Linked DNA regions of Triticum aestivum: region 2 is linked to region 1. The links are chromatin contacts, called in public HiCAR-type maps. All regions are on one chromosome and are shown on one strand. Each heading gives the region's core, a stretch centred on a gene start, on an enhancer-like site or on the middle of the called end of the contact. The rest is flanking DNA. Distances are from core to core; before and after follow the strand shown.

Evidence for each region. HiCAR-type assays count read pairs that join an accessible place to other places.
Region 2: a contact with region 1 is called in a HiCAR-type map of leaf, with 10 times the contacts expected there. The contact joins the promoter of LOC123045865 here to the promoter of LOC123045864 in region 1. A contact is called at or near these places in 5 of 5 Hi-C or Micro-C datasets (leaf, root and an unstated tissue) and 1 of 1 datasets of contacts at active chromatin or transcription factors (leaf).

What each region holds. Positions count from the first base shown.
Region 1 is chr2B:531,291,392-531,297,684 of IWGSC CS RefSeq v2.1, forward strand. LOC123045864 reads left to right here and starts at 2,883. Exons shown (of 4, transcript XM_044469087.1): 1 at 2,883-3,229; 2 at 3,953-4,221; 3 at 4,524-4,766; 4 at 5,450-6,128. The coding sequence starts at 3,994. The coding sequence ends at 5,665.
Region 2 is chr2B:531,548,827-531,555,119 of IWGSC CS RefSeq v2.1, forward strand. It overlaps LOC123045865 (transcription factor bHLH153), which reads left to right and starts at 3,095. Exons shown (of 5, transcript XM_044469089.1): 1 at 3,095-3,397.

The DNA of each region.
Region 1 (6,293 bases), core at 1,633-4,132:
ATCTTACAAAAATATTTAGCATGTATTTTTAAAAATTCATCATGATTATAAAAAATGTTCAATATGGTTAGCTGTATTATAAAAATGTTCATGTTATATAATATTATGGTTCAATATGTATTTTAAGCATGTTCATCATGTATTTAAAAATGTTCATCATGTATTATAATTTTGCGGATGAATTTGAAAAAGTTCATAAATTTGAAAAAAAATAGAATTTCAAACAAGATCACAAATTTGAAAAAGACTTCAAAATTTGGGAAATAGTTCACGATTTCTGAACGATTTTTGAAAAAAATGTGATCAGGTTTTTGCAAATTGGGAACATTTTCAAAATTCTAAACATTGTTGGAAAATCAGTGACACAAAAGGATCAAACTGTGAACCTCATGCGTTTGTAGTAACCAACATAACCAACTTGGACAGCTCGCCTTCCGTGCTTATTTACTTTTTTTTTCTTCTTCTTTTTGTGGTGCGTTAAATTGTAGCGCTAAAAAGAGGACTCTGGTTTATTCCTTTTTTGGTTTTCTATATCATTTTTAGTCATTCCTTTTTTTGCCTTTCTTTTTCATTTTTATTAAATTGATATATTTTTTCTAAAAAAATTGGTGAACTTTTTTTCAATTCGATGAAGTTTTTCAAAATGAATAAATTTTTGTGAACACTATTTTCAAATTCGATGAACTTTTTTCAAAACCCATGAAATTTTTTTAGTTCATTATTATTTTTGTTTTTTGTGATTTTTTGTTCCATTTTTTTGTATCTTTTTAAAAAGTCAACGGTTGATCGGTGAAACTAGTTAACCGCTACCGGTCAAGTGCGATCGAGCAACAAGGGGAAAACCGGTCAAATGCGATCAAGCGATCGTCTTCTACCTGGGCCGGCCCATGAGGGTGTGCATGTGGGCACAAGCACCGCCGATTAGGAGCTTGCCTAACATCTGGCTTCAAATAGGAGTTTTCTCTATTTTGATAGATTCGTTTATTCAAAACATTTTATCTCTTAAACAATGTGCCCAAATCGTGAACCATTTTCACTGTTGCATTTCTCGTGTAGATATCTTCAAAACGAAATCCCATATTAATATGTTCTGGCTAACTTTTTCATGAAAAAAAAGACGAGTCTGAAGAACGACCCCCTCCCCCACCGGCTTTTTTCCTTTCCGAGGGGCACAATTCTGCCTCTCGTGGAAGATTTTTTTTCCTTTTCATGAAGCAAAGGTGTGCCTTTTGCGGTAGCAAATCCGTGCCTTCATGAGAAACAAATTTGTGCCTCTCACGGAAGAAAAAATACGCGTTGTTTCCTTTTCCGAGAGGCACAATTGTGCCTCCGCGAGAAGAAAACCTATGCCTCCCGCAAAAGAAAAAAACATATTTTTCCCTCTCTTTTTGAGAGGATCTCTCATAGAAGCAAATTTGTGCCTCCCCGAGAAGCAAATATGTGCCTCTCATGAAAGAAGAAACCACATTTTTTTTTTCCAAAACCTAAGGAAGATCAGGCAAAAACTGAAAAGCCCCCCCCCCCCCCCCCCCCCCCCCAAAAAAAACCCCAGGTAAAACACGAAAGCGCGTACAAAAGTAAGTAGGAAAACCAAATCTCGAGGGAGCGCCCAACACGTGACACATGGCGACTGGCGCGCTCTAAGGCCACCAAAAAAGACCACCAAGGAGCTTGCGCAAGGGGTGCCATTCATTTAGTTTCTCCCATCTGTTGTGTTTAGGGGAGATAAGGTCCCATTGTGCTATTATACATGAAATATTAGAACGTAAAGCTTGTTTTCAATTTTGTAGTTTCATTCATAAACGTAGAAACAACAATTTCAAGGCCGATAATCTCGCCAAATTTGTCTGTAATCTTGTTATAGGCAAACATGTGTGGTTGGGCAATCTTCGTGACCCAACGGTTGTAATTGTGGACATCACTTTGAATAAACAAAGGTTGGTGAGGTTTCTCAAAAAAATAAATCTTCCGAGTTTAAAACAAACTTTTAAAAACTCTGTCGTTTTTTAAAGTTCTTTTTTGAGCCGTTCTTTTTTTAAGTTTAAAACAAACTTTCAAGAAGCACCATGGTATACTACTCTCTCCGTTCCTAAATATAAGTCTTTTTAGAGGTTTCAAATGGACTACCACATACGGATGTATGTAGACATATTTTAGAGTGTAGATTCACTCATTTTACTCCGTATGTAGTCACTGGTTAAGATCTCTAAAAAGACCTATATTTAGGAACGAAGGAAGTATAATTTAAAATATGATGAGTAGAGTCACGAAACAATAACTCAAGCCTTGATTATGTCCGTTTGGTTGATCAGAGTTGTTCACAAAAAAATATTGGTAAACAAAAAGGAAAAGGTAATAATATTTCTGATACGAACATGAGAGGAAGTAAAATCTATTCAACTGTAACACGTATTGTGTATCTATTTATTTATTATTTTCTGGCCAGTTAAATTGTTGTGACTGCACCATTGCAGCCTTTTCCCACTCTCTCATCGTGATGCCTAGCTAGCTTGCTAGCACTGCTCTACTCTGCATGTTACGGGAGTTCGCCGGAAATTTCTGGATAGCCACGGCAGATTCACGTGCGCACAGGGATAGGCAGCGGGGATGGAGCCCACAGCGAATCCTTGCAACATGGGCCGTCAGATAGATATATCCAACGATGTCTATGTGGCCACGTAGTCCTCCATCACAAGATGTTAAATATGAGCCGTTCGATTGAAAAGATCCAACGGTTCTTATGAAGTGCTACTCGGACACTATATAGGAGTATAGATTTTTTTTGGTCTGTTGGCGTGAAGTAGGCCCAGAACTAACCAACCAGCCCAAACGGGCTACATTGTACTAGTACACTGTACAGTACGGTTGTACGAAAAGGGTCCCCCTCTGTAGCGGAAAAAAACCGACGACGCAATCCAATCCTTCTTCTCCCCAGTCCGCCTCCCTCCGCAGTCCCCGCTCTCCGCCCACCGGAGAGCTCGTCGCGGCGCGGCGCGGCGGAGCCGAGCTCTACTCCTCTTCCCGTGCCTTTTTTTCCTCTCCCTCCCGAGTCCTCCCGACCTACCGACGCGGCTCTGAATCTCTTCTGTAGCATATCCCACAGGCTACAGCTGACGCCTCGATCCCGCCTCCGCCCCCACACGATCCGCCGTCACCGTTCTTCCTCGCCGGGACGTCGTGTTCCTGCTGTATCCACCCCGTCCGCAGTCTTTGGCCATTGGGTTTTGAGGTATGAGGTTTTACCCTCCACTCCAGCGATTAGATTAATCCTACTGACCTTCACAATTTCCGGGTGTCCTGGTGCGCACCCGGCACACCATCTAGATCTGCCGCCTGGCTGTCAACCTATGGGCTGTACGTTGTAGGGCTTTGCTTTGCCCGTGGCATGATTTTCTGCTTATTGGGTAGCACGTACATTTTAATTTTACCAGGATTCATGTTAAAGAGTATCGGGAATACAAGGGTAGAATGCTGCACTTCAGCCTGCATTGGTGTTAAAGTGTGATCTCATAACGGCTGGCTGTTGTATTTGCAGGCTTAGAATTCCTATAAAATTTATTTCAGGTGGGGCTCATAGGCTTCACCTGATCTCCATCATAATCCTCTCTGAACATCGGGAATTTTGCTCTACCTGGAAATTCCTTTTTCTTCTGCCCAAAATCCTTTCGCGCAGACTCAGTTCATTGTTTGGGAAATTGTTGACAACATACATGCTTAGTTTAGTTCGTACCTCTTAGCATTAGGGGATTGCGCTGGCCTATTCGTTCTATAGCAAGATTGTGACTTCTGGTGAATCATCTTGAGCACTGACTACATGTTATGCAAAACGGAGAAATTTATTCTTTTGAATTAGATTAGTTCAATTGATACTGTTCTAGTGTTGTAGGGTTGTGGATATTTGACATTCTTCTTCCTAATTCAGTATGTAACCATTCCTATTTTTAACCTCCAGATTTGGCTCTGGTTAATTCTAGAATTCAAGAAGTTGGAAACATGAGCTACTGCCAAGCTACAACGTACAAGCCTCTTGGTGGGCTCACTTTGGACAGACCATTAGGCCTTGGGAGAACTTGCAGAATACTTCCTCAACATCATTCTGTATGGCAACATTTTTCTAGATCTTGCAAGCTGCAAGAGAAAGTATATCCAAGGCTTGTTGTTGCTGCTTGCCATAAGAGGCTTGGTCCTGTATATGCCTCAAGTGGGAAGGGAAACCTTGATGTAAGTAGCATTCACAGCTTTCTTACTTTGTGATTGGTTTTCTATTGGAAACTTGCAACCTCCTTGCAGCTTAGCAAATTTGTCAAGTTTGACTTTGTTTGGGACAATGGAATTTTCTTATTGATGTTGTAGGAATGCTTTAGTTTCAGGAATTCCTCTTTGGGAAATAGTGATACGGTGTAAAATGGGGTGTGCTAGGCAGTTGATATGCTACACACCAAGCATATTTAACACATCAAGGTTGTTAGGAACAATTGCTCATGTGGAATCATCTGCTACATTTACTGTTGCTTTCTTTTCAGCCATTCTCTATGGAATCTTTGAACAAAGCAATGGATGGAGCAAAAAAGCAACAGTCTATACAAGGCTTCCTGATGGAGCAAATGGCTAAGATTACAGGACAGGGGTCTGGTGGAAATGGAGGGAATAATAACCGTTATGGAGGCAGCGGTGGTGGTCCTGATGGCCCAGATGACGAATCTTTCACGGATTCATTGTATGAAGTGGTCCAAGTTGTGTTAGCAACTGTTGCTTTTGTACTCACGGTAATTTCATTGCTCCTTTCTTGCTTATCATTGTCCTTCATTCTGAAATGCTATATTTGTAACGATAGTTCTGTGCAGATTTTTCAATCTCTTATAATGCCTGAACATACTAGTTAAGCTAGCATTTTGTTTAGCTTCAGTGCAAACTTTCTGTTGTTTATTCACAACCATAAGTTAATGGTACAAATACATTATGGCTATTATATGTTTATTGTTTTGAACACCCCTTTCTCCTTGTGGACTTAGCCAGCTCAGAAGGGATAATGTGGATACTTGAAGTACAGAATAGTGATATTTCCATTCTCCATTAGTGAGAAAACATCTGTGTAGTTCCCGCTTTTGCCAAAGAAGATTTTATTATTTCTTTGTGGCAGCTGTTTTGTATTTCTCGTAAATATTAATCTATGTGGAGTTGTGGACTAACTTACAAGTAAGAAGATAAATTTTACCTTCGTACCAGAGAAGTTTACCAGTAGGAATGTTAGTTGATTGGTGTACCATCAGTAACACGTGCTCTGTTTTCTGGTGACCATCTTCATCGCTAGTGCTGTTCTAAATATATATGGGAAACTAAACTTGCATCTGCCAAAGACAAGACTTCCGCCCAAATCCTTTTTATTCTTGTTGGTTGTGAAAAGGACCCCCACATTATCTTTCTAAACAGCGTTTGCTTTGTTATGCAGTATATCCACATCATCAGAGGAGAGGAGTTGTACCGCCTTGCAAGGGACTACACCAGATATGTCGTCACTGGCAAGAGAACGTCCCGGCTGAAGCGTGCCATGCTTAACTGGCGTGATTTCTCAGATAGCATCACAAAGAATTTCAGCACACAAGACGATGTGTATCGAAGCCCGGTCGCTTCTGAAGCCCCAGAAGCTGGTTCATCATCTCGGTGACCTTTTCCGAGGCAACCTGCGTCCACATGCCCAGGAATCTTAAACCATAGCATTCCACGGTTGCCTTCGAATTTTCACCTCAGAAACTTCTGTTTCTGATCATCTAGTTTATGCCAGTGCTAAGTAAATGGACGCAACTAGACGATCAGCTGTTGTTTCTGCCGGATGGCGATTATTGCCTAGCAGTACTGAGATTCATTCATATGATGTCATGATGTCTCTGTCTGTATTGACTACAGAACAGGAGGGGCACGAGTTAATTCTTGTCAGCTTTGAAGGTCATGTAACGTAACATCATTGCTATGGTCGCCTGCTCGTCAATAGGGTGCAGCAGCAGCTGGCAGCTTGAATGCCGAATCTGATGGATCAGAACCGCAAAAGGTCCAAGTACTGTCAGTTAGTCAATGCGGCAAAGAAGTGTACTGCCTTCTATAAAGAATGTTGTGGTGTTGTCAGTGTGATTTGCTCTCGCATGGGCCATGGTAGTTCAGTTTGCCTAGCCTATTTGAGTTTAACTGCAGAGACTTGCAAGATAACCTTTCCCTTTGTTGCTGTCTTTATGTACTGTACTACTGTATATCAGAATGCAGTTTGGCTCTGCAGGCGCCATGAACAAGTCAAATGAATC
Region 2 (6,293 bases), core at 1,845-4,344, 260 kb after region 1:
CAAATTTTTTTTGCGAATACATTACCCAACAATATTAATCTGATATGTGTAGTTCTTGATAGTCTTTCTTAGAAGGGAAAAGATTAGCTTGAACCGGCTGATAACCACGTCACGTCGGCCTCCTTCAGTGATTGACACGTGTCACGTGGGCCCCCACTCCACTGATATCCTTATCACGAGTGAAACACGTCCACACTTTTCTTGCGTGTAGCCAAAACTCACTGTGAGTTAACAGCCTGGCCAGCGCCGGCCGCCCGCGCGCGCTTTGCCGGTGAGCCGCACCCCTTGTCACTGCTCGGCGTTCCTCTGTGTCCGGCTAACCCATGTGTCTCCGTTGCCTCTAGAGGAGCACATCAAGAAAAGCAACAGCTCGTCCAGGCTTGTCTGCGACGACGACTGTTCGGCGGCGGCGTTGAGGAAGATGGCCAAGGAGCAGTCCCTGGTGATGCAGTTGCTCGTTGTCTTGTGAATTTGTGATAGAGGCGGGGTGTCCCGATCTTTCGATGAGATGATAACTATCGATTTGGTGGAGTGGATTTTGACGATCCGACTACAAACGTGCACGACGTTGCGCCTTAGCAATCGCTAAACCAATTTCGAGAGGTTATTGACCACGCCGGAACACAATCAACCTGACCATGAAGGTCCATTCCTGCAAGCAATCGAAGAACAAGCAAGAATATGATAATCCATTCTGAATATTGCGAATATAGATGAAGTATTGATAAAGGTGGGGATCCGAAAGTGGTCATGATCTGGTCGTTGGACACAAACGAAGTACACGAAGTTGCAATGGCTAACTTTTAACTAAACAAATCCCAAGGAAAAAGCTACTAGATGGATCTACTTGTATAGAAGCAAGGAGGTGGGAGGACGTCCCAAGGCAGCCTAGAACTAACCCTAGGTCGTACAAGGCTCATGGGCCCAAGTAGAGGTGATGCAACACCTTTGGACTTGTAGTTTGACTCGGATTCTGCTGCAGCGTCAGATTGTTTCGTCGATAACTCAACACTCGGACGGATATTAAGGTGATTCCAATTGGGTTGGGAAGAGCACGAAATATAATTTCTAACAAAAAAAAGAATCACCCAATTTGGAGTCTGTATGAAAGAGTTCTTGGCGTTTTGAGTCAGGTATGTTTGTCCAGTCCGAATCTGAATCCAGAACGTAAGAGACTTGGACTCTATCTTCTCTTGGCCCAAAAGTGACATGAGAGGACTTTTTGAACAGCACTTAAACATCCCTTTTCCCCTTATCTTCATATGTGGATTGTACAAATGTATCATACACCTGCAATTGGAAATGACACAAAAGTTTGTGAAGTATATTTGTCCTGGATGACATAAATAAATTATTGCATAGTTTGCATTAGAAATCACCTCATAAATATACATGTATGCAATATTTTTGGTCGTATCCAAGGTAGTCATGTCCTCATCATCTTGCTTCCGGCGATCCAGCTAGCTGGCGGTGAGCTCGCCGAGGTCGTTGCCAAGATATTTGAGAGCATACTGGACTGCTCGTCCAAGGCCAAACCGTGTTGAAGCTTTTCGGCTCGATCTGCCGACACAAAGCTTCTACCACAACATCACCTTGGTTGCAATTTTTTTTGCAACAAAGGTCTTGTTGCAGGAATACGGAGAAGAGGCCAGAGATGTTGTTGAAATTTTTGCAACAAGGGTCTTGTTGTAGGAATACTGAGAAGAGGTCGGAGATGGTCTTGCAACAAAGGCTATCTTCAAATGCAGGTTTTGCAACATGGGTCTTGTTGCGGGAACACGGGTCTTGTTGCAGGAACATGGGCGGGTTGAAGGCGGCGCCGCGCTGGGCACATCACTGTCGGGGCCGAGGGCAAGGTTGTTTGTTTCTGCAACAGCACGCTTGTTGCAGGAATTAATGAGGGGGCAATGCGGGGTGCGAGCAGTACGACAGCTAACAGCGCGGGGATCCAACGGCCATCGACGCGGCGGATATTTTAGAATCATCGGCCGATGGACGCGTAGCAGCTCCCTAGAATTCTTAGAAACTGTTAAACTCTGGGTCGTTCTACTCCAGACAAAATTGAAATGCCTTCTTTCTAGGGGAGTGAGTATAAAAGTTGAAATAAACCCGGGAAGCCAGACAAATATTCGTAGATAGAAGAGAAAAAGTAACAATACACGTGACCCTCTTTTCTTTCCGGAACCATTCCAAATTGCTAAATGCGGCAATGCGCGTAGGCGCCGTAGCTTTTGTCAAGAGCGGCACGCAACGCCTCCTAGCTACCACACGTCTACACACCTATCCCATACGTATTTTTCTTGTTCGACGAAAGACACCACCAGGCTGTATACACATCGCTGTACTGCGTCGCATACCCCAGCCCGGCGGTATTCTACCGCACACCGAACGTGGACAAGTCGCCGGTCGACGATCCCGCCCGCGGTGCATGCAGAAGAACACACCTGGTGGCTGGCGACCGCCGTCCCTTTCGGCGCATGCAGCCCCGCACAAATGTCACCCGCACGGCGCCCCCACGCCCGCACGTCCTCCGCTGCGGCCTGCGCGGCGCGGCACGGCACCGCACCGCAAAGCGAGAGCGAGCAGACGGGCCCGTTTGTCCCCGTCCCTCTCCGTGGGCTGGGCAAATGGCGTCACCCCCTGAGCCCTGTCCTCTCCTGCACCCCTCTCCCCCGGTCACGCCTTTGGCCCCATATCCTCTCCCTCTCCCTCTCTCCTCTGGATATTAGCTGTCATGGAAAGTGAGGCGAACGGACAAACCGCTACACGCACGCAGGCACGCCATCCTCGGGCGACCCAGCAATTCCACGTCACCTTTTCTGCGGCCTTTTCGCTTTGCTTGGTGCAGTCTGGGACGTGCGCCGGAGGATTTCGTGAGAGAATCCATTTCCGCAACGTCCGTCCGTCGTCACGCTCGGACAGATAGCGCGCCGCTGTTCTAATAAAGCATCCGTTTCCTTCCTTGTCTTAGAAAAAGTGAAATCTATCTATTCTCAAAGAAAAAAGAAAAAAGAAATCTATCTATCTATCTATCTATCTGCAGCGTACGCGGCCGCTGCCGCTGGCCACCACCCGCTCCCTGCCCGCGTCTCTCTTCTTCTGTATATATAAATGCTCCGGGCCTGCCTGATCCCCAAATGTCCCCGGGCAGCCCCTCCCTTCCCACTCCTTCCTTAAACCCCCCATAAGCCTTGTTCCTTTCCCTTCTCTCTAGCTACTCTTGCAGTCCCGCTCCTCTTCTCCAGGCCTCTCCGGCTCCAAACACAGACGGCGAGGAGCGCCGGAGCTAGCTGCCGTCGCGGCGCGCCAGTGCCAGTGGAGTCGAGTATCGAAGCTGGAGAAGTGGAGATAGAGCTTCCGCCCCCTCTCGGCGTTGTTGATCAAACTGCCTCTGCAGGTATGACCCCGGCAGCTCTTTTAATCCAAAGAACCTCACCAAGCATGATGCAGTTATTAGTTACTCCAGTTAACTCGCTATGTTCGTTTCGATCTCTTAGTTACTTCTCTTACTGTACGAGTAAACTACCGAACGCTAGCTAGCTGATGAAGCTAACCATACGGAGACCTCTTTTTCTTGCTTGCCTGACTTGACCATGGCGCCGGCTTGAGACTTTAAGAGCATAGCTGCCACACCAGCCATGGTGGTCTTCTTACCATCCGTTCTCTGAGAGAGAGAGAGAGAGAGAGAGAGGGAGAGCAGACGGAGGAGCAGGCGGTGGCGTGTGTATGGCGCGAGCCACAGACGCGTACACGTACATACGTGTCATCAGGCGCAGCGGGAGCGGGCGAGGGTCTCTCTACAGCTGGCTCCTGGGTGGACATCTAGCTACGTCGGCGACCGGATTAATTAGACGTGACCCGACCCCGACCAGACCTGCGCTTAATTAAGCGCCAGGGTGGTTGATTAGGCGCCGGATATATGCACACGAACATAAACAAACGCCCCGGCCCGTGATTGCGTCGCGACGAGGGAAGTACGCAGGAGCATTGATTACGGCTGGTAGACCAGTGACAAAACGTACTCTTATTACAAACAAACAGTAATAATAGTTAAATAAAAAGGTACAGCAACAGTGAGTGCAGTACTACGGTACTACCATGGCATGGAGACACGAGGGAAAGCCCTACCGCTCGAGCGCATGCATGCTAGTAGTTGACAAATTCGTCAATCATCTTTTCTGTTACCAGCATCGCATCATCGACGGGACAAAGCGTCTTGTCCTTTCTTCTTTCCCAGCTTCCTTCCTTCCACACTTCACCCACCTGCCACCCACTTTTTCTCGTCTCATCTCATCTCATCTCTCTAAGGTAAACCAAAGAAAAGTGTACCAAGCCATGCATCCATACAAAGCCCATAACATCTTTACAGCAAAAAGTGAAACCAAAGCTAGCCACGCCAGTGATACGATAGAAATCAAAGTAAATTTCCCTAGTGTAAGCAGTAGGAGCACACTATACTACTACTAGGGTTGCCTTACTGCTTTCCAAATGGAATGGAATGATCAAGGCTGGTGAGCTAACTTTGACAGGGTCCAAATAATAAGCCCATTGCTCCTGTACCTAGTCAATGGGCCTGTAGCCCGATCGAATCCCCGGAATGGTGCACAAATGGAAGAGAGCCGCGGGTACAGCAATGCCACTGCATGCTGGCCACCCTGAACAATATATTAGCTGGCGCCTTGTTGTCTTGCTTCCCTTCCCAACCGAAGGATGGGACCCCCTAACTGGCCGGGACGTGATGACGAAGTGTACTCCTATGCTATGCTACCAACCTATGTGGTACTCATACTACTGGTTGATCATCACAAGCCAGAGGCTACACGCGCAAGGACATCGATCACGTTTGTTTTTACTGTCGGATTGATCATTAAGTTCGTTGCCTACCGCGTTTGTACACATCTTGTGCTGTAAAGTGTATACCCTCCTAGTATTATCGTACACACGTTTTACATTGTTATTATTTTTGCTGCCTATGCTACCCCCTGCCTATGCTACAGTAGTTTTTAATAATATGTGTAGTTACAATGAAATAAATCGAGAAACTATAGGTAAACTGCAGCGATTCGGTGCCCAAGTGCAAACATCAATCATTGAAAATAATAACCCCAAATACTCGAATGCATGATGTGCGTGCAAAATTATTCGAGGTGGTCGCGGCCAAAAAACTTTGAAAATATACACTATTTGGGCATGCCATTTTTTCTATAGCTCCTCTAATGTCCAAACACCATGAAAATTTAGACGCTCCTTACGCACTAATGCATCTTCGATGCCAAAAATACATTTTTGTTTTTACTTTTTTTAATTTACTGTTTATCGAGTGTAGATGAGCCCGGGCGCAGACTTGAATTACCTTTAGATTACCATTAATACACGGGCTTCCGTTCATTTTTAACACATGGTGGACCAACTGTGTTAGGGCTATTTCTAACAAGATGAACATCATATTGAGTGCCCCTCAAAAAACAAAAACATCATATTGAGTTTCATGCATGAGACATAATTAAAACCGTGTACTGTGCACAATATTCTTCGTATCACAGTACACATGCATCTGTAACCAAGTGCTCATGATATCCCTGCAAGTGCTTTGGACTCGCACGTTATCTAGCGCTGATAGATAAGGATCAAACTAGATTATTAATTAGCTTTGGCCCGGTCTGCTTCCTGATGACGTTCGTTAGCTCCACTCGGAAGACAAAAGCCTCGTAACCTCGTGATAAGGTAAGTAGTATAGACTACGAACAGTGGAATAGTACCATTTTTCTTTGCCCTACCCCTCTGTAACTCAATGCAGTGGTCTCTAACCTTCAGATAAGGGCCAAGTACCCAACTGGCGGCATAAGAAACGGACAAAGTTGTCAATTGATAAAAGATTGCACGCGGCCGCTTGAGAAATGCAAATCGGCAGCCAAGGAATACTAGGCCAGCACTCCAGACCAAAATTTGGATGGAACTTGAGTACCAATCTAGAGATTCCATTTTCCTTGGCACTGTTTGGGTTATAATTTCCAGAAGGGAAACAAAAAGTTTCTGGCTTTCGGCCGGAGAATAGAAGAAGGATTCTTGATGCTCATGATACCTTTGACCGTCCCTTGGCATGCCGTTTCCATTATTGTTACTCGCGCAGCAGTCTAGTAGGAGCTCATATAAAACTAAAACTAAGTTTTGTTTGTCTGAGACTGAAACCAGACACCCTTCTGAATAGATAAATGGAGAGTGATTTCCATGAAACCGACCTCTGAACCAACGACTACACAGTTGTAAAGTCAGCTTTTACTCCAGACCGAAGG